Regions from separate parts of the Astyanax mexicanus genome. Here region 1 is linked to region 2. Evidence: chromatin contacts called from public Hi-C data. All regions are on one chromosome and are shown on one strand. The core of a region is the stretch at or near the end of the contact, and the rest is flanking DNA. Distances in the headings are between cores, read along the strand shown. Region 1 holds the start of mbd3b (methyl-CpG binding domain protein 3b). Region 2 holds the start of cdc34a (cell division cycle 34 homolog (S. cerevisiae) a).

Region 1 (3,777 bases), core at 256-2,755, 200 kb before region 2:
ACACACAAACTGTCCTTTACACTGTCAAACTTTCCTGATGAATGGAGCAATAGACATTCAAGTTACCTGAAATAAACTCTTTATATAATGTGTGAGAAAAGAGTACATTTAATTCAATGAAATCATACAGGAAAGTGTAATGTGAAAAATAAAATAACTAAATATCTGTAAATATTACCAGATTGTACAAATGTTGGTCTTTTCACTTTTTACTAATGCTGATATTTTTTCAACACTTTTAGCCCAATCTCTTTTATTAATAGAACAACGTTTATAGAAAAAAGGCTTTTGTAGCTAAAGTCTCCGATACCAAATGACCGGCTAAATCGGCTGGTTAAAACGGGCAGTTCAAATTAATCGGATAGCAGCACTGAATCGGAGAGCTCATCGCCGCTCTGTGGACACGTTTCTTTTGTCGCTAATCGCAAATCGCTCCGCCGTGACCGGAGCCGTATCACGCTGCCCGGCGCTGAGGCCGCTGAAAGATCCATCCGCTCGGAAAAAAATAAACACACATACAGTGACACGGGAAACCTGTGCAGATAAACCGTATTAAACACCCCTTCAGCACCGACGCTCACACACTTACACACGAGCTGGTGCATCGGCGCTCCTAGTACTATAACATCATAGTTATATCTGGGAGGGTGAAATTAGGTATGAATCAAATAAGAACAGGTAAATCGGCGTCAACGGAAAGTTTATCATATTTAAATGTTAATGTTACCAGTCTTCTCCTGCATAAATACACTAACCTACTGCTTGAGAAAGGGGGCGGAAAAGCAGCGGTTTAGTCTAAAAATAAACTAAACTGAATATTTAGCGCTCTAGTTAGTTGGTTAGCTAGTTACATAGCAAGCCTAGCTAAATAAAACCTTAAGAAAATCAGTGGTTTCACAGAGCTGAGTTAGCTAACGCTAGCTAACATTAGCCGCGTACCACAGGGTGCTTTTAAAAATGACATGCCTGCTATTTAGCTGCAGCTAGCTTTGCTAAGCTAGGTAATCTACTAAAAACACAAAATTGCACAGACCAAGCGGTAAATTAGCTCGTTTTAAAATCTCATCTTAAATGTTATTTTATTAAGAGTGGCTATCCAGCGATTCTCTATTGTGCAGACCAAAGGATCCGGCGAGCTAGCCTGCTAACGCTAGTTAGCCTTTTACTCGAATGAATAGAGAAAGCTCCACTGCGGAAAGCTTTATTTGTGTAGATTTTTTTGCACAAAAAACAGATCTGCTGCGGTTAAGTATTGAAAAAAAAACCTCCACCTGGATTATGCGCTCCTGGCAGCGCGCAAACAAACCGCTGTTTTGTGACTCCATTAGGCGAGTGTTTAATTTGAGATCTTAAATGAGCTACTTACTCGTTTTTCTCCATCTTGCATGCTGTTTGGCTGTCTCCTGGTGAATGTTAAATCCCCTCTTCTCTGCACTTTCACTCCCCTCCCCCTGCAACCAGGAGAATGAAAGACATAATGCGCGCTACAGGGGGAATGGGGCTCTCTGTGAAGGCAGGGAACACAATGAGAACATACCCTTTATACTTACAATAAAAACATATAACCTACAGTAGTTTTCCTCATTATTAAGTAATTTTCTGTCTCATTATTTTAGGAACATAAGTGGTTAGTGGAAGATGTTTTTTTTTGTTTTTTTACAAAAAACAACATATAATAATATTTTAGTATTTAAAAAATATATAACTTAGCATCTCAAAATAACTTAGTTTCTTAAAATAATGACTTAGTATCTCAAAATAACAGTATCTTAAAATAGACAGCATCTCAAAATAACTTAAGTTTCTTAAAATGACTTAGTTTCTCAAAATTAATAGTTTCTCAAAATAGATAGCATTTCAAAATATAACAACTCAAAAATAGATAGTATTTCAAAATAACTTGGTATCTCAAAATGACTTAGTATCTCAAAGCAGATAGCATTTCAAAATAATAACTTAGTATCTCAAAATAACAGTATCTTAAAATATATAGTATCTCAAAATAATAACTTGGTTTCTTAAAATAACAACTTAGTTTCTCAAAATAGCATCAAAATAATAACATAGTATCTCAAATAATGACTCAAATAATAAAATAGCAATTTACGTAATGAGGAAAAAAATATGTGCTGTTTTTTAGGTGGCAGAAATGGGGTTCCATACTGTGTCTCTTTTATAACCACAGATTTCTTGGTATACAGGTTTCCATAGTTACACTAACCTGATTTGACCTATCACATATCATGTGAAACAAACAAAAAAAAAACAGAAAAATGAATGAATGAATGAACAGTAAATGAATTTCAGAATGTAAAGGTTTACATTTATATCTGTATTGATCATATACAGTTTTCAGGCATAGCAGATCCGAAAATGATCCCAAAGTGCAGTGTTCTCTCACTGAATTAAAGTCCAGGCAATATAAATATCCCCCTCTGATCTTAGTACTTCCAAAAATGATCAAGCTTTATAACATGCAATGGGTAAACACATTTATTCATCTTAACAAACAGAAATATACATTGTTCATTTTACAGGTTCAGACAGACTGTGCCAGGGCACTGTATTCCACTCTCCATCCCACAGGCCATTCTCAGGTCGCAGCCCTGTGCAAACAGACAGGCAATTCATTGGCCCTGACAGCCAAACTCAAACAGCACAAATCAGAATATGAAGAGCAGGGCACAACCTAACATGGACTATACAGTTCAAAAGAGCTTTGTAGTAAAACATGCTTTTGGTCACCCTTTTGTTTTTCTATTACATAACCAAGACATTTTGATCAGGTTTTTCTCATGATTTACCCTAGATATAATTTAATTTAATTAATCAATGAATGCTGTTCTGCATTAAATGAAAAATGCAGCACTATCAAATACTGTTAAACAATTTGGCACAGTATGTTTTCTAATTGGGTTTTTGATAAATTATGTATTTTCTTGTATTTAGGCAGAAAAGATATTCTTGCTCAAACAACACAGGGTTGTATTGAAGCAACTGTTCATTCATTTAACAGCCTTTTAACAACTGCCTGCAACTAGCCCCTCCAATCACTTGTAACAGAAATAATATATTGGGATGTGCCCTGTTCTCCCTTACAAAGCATACGTAAAAAAGAAAAAAAAAGGTTATAATACATATTTAGGTTTATTAAAAAATTGTCATGCAAGCTACAGACATGGTGCAGTTCCAGTAAAAATTAACTACTTTAACTAGAGACCTACAATGTAAATATAATTAGCAAACTACTTCACATTTAGCACTGAATTAATTAATTAGTGCTACAACAATTTAACACTGCAATTAGTAAACTGAATAATACGAAATAATACGATCATGTAAAGATACATTTGTAATTTAAATAATTTAATTCATATAGAGCTCGATTACTCGTAATCTTGAGGTTCAATCATAGTGTTTTTGATTCTGTTGCATGAAAAATTACAGCACCAAATTAGATTAATTCCATTTATGAATATACATTAATTCTGCAACGCATTCCAAACAAAGTTGAGGCAATTTTGAAAAAAAATGTGTAAGAAAATTATTGAAATGTTTTAAAACAATGTTCCACAAAAAATATTGAAAGGGATTTGTATATTTCACCCTCTTAACTGGATAATATTATTAAACAATTTAAGATTTTTTTGGTATGTAAAGAGCAAAGACACAAGCCTAAACTAAACACCCCTGATCACCAGTTCCGGGGTGGACATTCATACAGTGGAAACGTGAAATGTGTTTGGACAAATCAGTATTTCATATCTTTTTTTTTTT
Region 2 (3,691 bases), core at 323-2,822:
AGAGAATGACCAATGATTTGCTTTCTAAGTTCCCTTTAATTAAGAGCTCCACCTAAAAGAATTATGAGAACCTTAGGCTGCTGTAGTCTTCTTTTGTGTGTGAAGATGGTGTACCAATAAATTCCCACTTCTGAATTATGCATATCCTTTTAATTTGTGTTTTGTCCATGGTCTCCAAATCTAATTTATCAGTGAAGTACTTGATAGTACAGTAAAGGACTACAGTGTATTTTTTTTTTTTTTTTTTTTTGTCACCGTCATGTGTGACCTAGTTTGGGAGTGAGAGTGGTGATGATTGATTTATTGCCTGTAATTCATGGCTTTCTTAGTGGTATATTAACTTCAGTCATTAAAGTTCCTCTTTGGTTTATCTCAAGTTGACAACTGACTGTGGTAAAGTTAATGTTTTAGATACATATTTTTAGTCATTTAGAAAATTATATTTATTTGTAACTGGATTTTGGAGAACCTGTCTACTGTTCACATAGAGAGTGCACTCAGATATTTTAATATCTGATTTATATTACACATATAATATTAAACACTGATGTTTTGCTCAATAATAGTAAATTAAAGTATACAAATTGTCAACAAATACACATGGAAGTTTAGCTGAACAAAATGTAATTTTAAAATGTTTAAATTCTGTGCCATTTGTTACTTAAGTGTGGTACTTTTTTGTTATACTTTAGGGCCATATTGAAATTAATGTTTTGTCATATGGCCGAGAATATTAGCTCAAAAATACCCTGAAATATTGTGATATATTATTTTAGGGTCATATTACCCACCCCTTAAATATATAGTAGGGCTGTCAACATTAATGCATTATTGCATGCAGTTAATTTGAAAATTTTAACACATTATTTATGTATTGTATTTGACACATTTTTTAGACAAAATCATGTTTCAAAAATGACAGAGCCTGGTGATGGATTAGCAATTTTTTTTTTGCAATATAATACAGCAACGCTTACTGTCAGGTTTAGAAAGGGGATTACTTTTTATTTATGCTTTTAGTTTATGCTCTTTCTCTCTCACACACTCACATGATAATGCGAACACACACCCAATGCATTTCCTCTTTCCACCCTATTTATTTTGAAATATGAAGCTACACCAGCAATTATTTTCTCCATTAAAACTCTCAGTAACTAAGCACATTACAATATTTATTCACATTCACATACCTATTATAAATATATAATGGGTAAAAGAAAGTGCACAAAAATAAATTATAAATAATGTGTTGAAATTTACAGATTAACTGCATGTGATAACGCGTTAATGTTGACAGCCTTAATATAGTGTGACACTAAAATACACACAATATTTTAAGGTATTTTTATGCTAACAATATTCTTTGTGATAAGATAAAAACATTAATTTAATGAATTATACATTAATATATATATATATATATATATATATATATATATATATATATATATATATATATATATATATATATATATTTAAAGAAGTCATAAATAAGCCAAACATATGCTAAATATGTCACAGCTAACTAGCTAGCTAACTACCCTAGCTAGCTAGTTTGATTCAGTTGAATCGGGCGAATGAATCGTTTTGACCGATTTATTGAGAAGAACCGGTTCATAAGAACGATTCGTTCAGGAATCGAACATCGCTGGTAGAGAAGTGAGAGAACCGTTGGAGCGGATTTATCGTTACTGGGTGGCTGTGCTGTGCTGTGTTTTGCGGTGTTGTGCTAGCTGCTCCGCGGGAAACTGCTTAAATTATCGACTCTTGTGACTTTAAAAGTTGTGGTATATATATCTAAATATAGGGGGGTTTGAGATAACTGTGTGAACCGGACGCGGAGGGGTAGAAAATCACTCAAAAGCCCCACAAGCCTCCTGACGCTAACTAACTCTCCACTGAATCCTGAAGAGGCGCTGCTAGCCTCCGCTGCTGCTGCTGGTGTTAGCCCCGGACTGTGAGCTGGCTTTAGCCGTGGCTGGTGGGACCTGGTTGGGGTTTGTTGTGAATATCTGTGGGGGACTAAAGTGTTAAATACGCAGAGTAACGAGCTGAGTTATAACTTAACTGAACTCTCCTCTAAAACGAGTCCCGAACAGCTTGCTAGGCTAACGCTGCTGCTAGCCCGCGTTTGTTTTACAGAAGTTGGGTCAGGAGCGCAGCTAGCTGTAGTTGTTTATTATTGTAAACGGAGACTCGGGCGGTTCGGGGGTTTCGGGCGGAATATGGCTCAGCATGGGCAGCATCATGTCGCGAGTTCACAGAAGGCTTTAATGCTGGAGCTGAAAAGTCTTCAGGACGAGCCCGTCGAAGGCTTCAGAATAACTTTGGTGGACGAGTCTGACTTGTACAACTGGGAAGTGGCGATTTTTGGACCTCCTAATACACATTACGAGGGCGGCTATTTTAAGGTGGGTTTACACTTCTTCAATGTTCTTCTGTTTAAAATCTTTTTAGATCTTTTTAGATAACCTATATTTCTTTATGAACGCTCATAAAGTCTGTTTGCCTCTTTTGTCACAACCTTCCTCTTTAGATGGCCTAGCTAGTTAAACTAGCTAAACAAAGCATCTGCTTTTATTTAAAAGCTTGATTACATTCAGAGCTAAATATATACAACAGTTACAGCTCTGGAAAACAGCTCTCAATCAGTTTCTCTGATTTTGCTGTTTATAGGTATATGTTTGAGTAAAATGAACTGTGTTGTTTTATTCTATAAACTACGAACAACATTTCTCCCAAATTCCGAATAAAAATATTGTCATTTAGAGAATTTATTTGCAGAAAATGAAAAATGGCTGAAATAGAATAGATGCAGAGCCTTTAAACCTCAAATAATACGAAAAAAACAAGTTCATATTCACAAAGTTTTAAGAGTGCAAAAATCAATATTTGATGGAATAACCCTGTTTTTTAATCACAGTTTTTATGCATCTTGGCATGTTCCCTTCCACCAGTCTTACACACTGCTTTTGGATAACTTTATGCTACTCCTGGTGCAAAACTTCAGCTTGGTTTGGTGATCATCCATCCTCCCCTTGATTATATTCCAAAGGTTTTCAATTTGGTAAAATAATATAAAAAAAAAAAAACTTATAATTTTAAAGTTGTCTCTTATTTTTTCCAGAGCTGTATATAACCTATATAGGTTAGTGTCGTGCGTTATTTCACGACTCTTCTAGGCCTCCCAGAAAGGGAAGCCTGGGCTAGCTAAAATGAGCTCTAAAACTTATCTAGTCATGCATCACTACAAAAGTTCTAAGTTCAAAAGAAAGAAGGTAAAAACAGACGAGAACCTTAAGTTTAAAGAAAGGAGAAGGCGAATCGTTCCGAAGTTCTAAGTTGATTCTTTATTGTTCTTGAAGTCAGCCAGATTCAGTCAGGAGGATTCAGTCTTCTGATAATACAGAGGAATACACGCTCTTTTATACAGTATCTGGGTGAACAACGGTGGGGGCTTTTGGCACAAGTCAGACAAAACCAAGGTCGCCTCGACCAGCACCTCGCGCCTTGGTACAGACTGTACAGGCCTCAGAAAAAGCGTCAGACACCTGTTTTAACAGAACTTAGTGAACTCTAGACTTTTTATCCAAATATACTATTATAAAGGTAATATAGCATATATTGATCACCAATTTAGGGCCCACATTAGCCAGATAGTTGCTTTTGTTCTGCCTTTACCTCAAGCAGT

The links. A called contact is a pair of places that touch in the nucleus more often than the background predicts.
Region 1: a Hi-C map of muscle shows a contact between it and region 2, with 8 times the contacts expected there. The contact joins the promoter of mbd3b here to the promoter of cdc34a in region 2. A contact is called at or near these places in 2 of 3 Hi-C or Micro-C datasets (both in muscle).

Annotation. Positions count from the first base shown.
Region 1 is chr16:23,758,186-23,761,962 of AstMex3_surface, reverse strand. It overlaps mbd3b (methyl-CpG binding domain protein 3b), which reads right to left and starts at 1,505. Exons shown (of 7, transcript XM_049465694.1): 1 at 1,367-1,505. The coding sequence starts at 1,380. LOC125782236 (cytochrome b-c1 complex subunit 10-like) reads right to left here. Exons shown (of 3, transcript XM_049465696.1): 3 at 2,476-2,606.
Region 2 is chr16:23,557,722-23,561,412 of AstMex3_surface, reverse strand. cdc34a (cell division cycle 34 homolog (S. cerevisiae) a) reads left to right here and starts at 1,572. Exons shown (of 6, transcript XM_049465849.1): 1 at 1,572-2,411. The coding sequence starts at 2,226. It overlaps ap3d1 (adaptor related protein complex 3 subunit delta 1), which reads left to right. Exons shown (of 33, transcript XM_049465854.1): 33 at 1-16.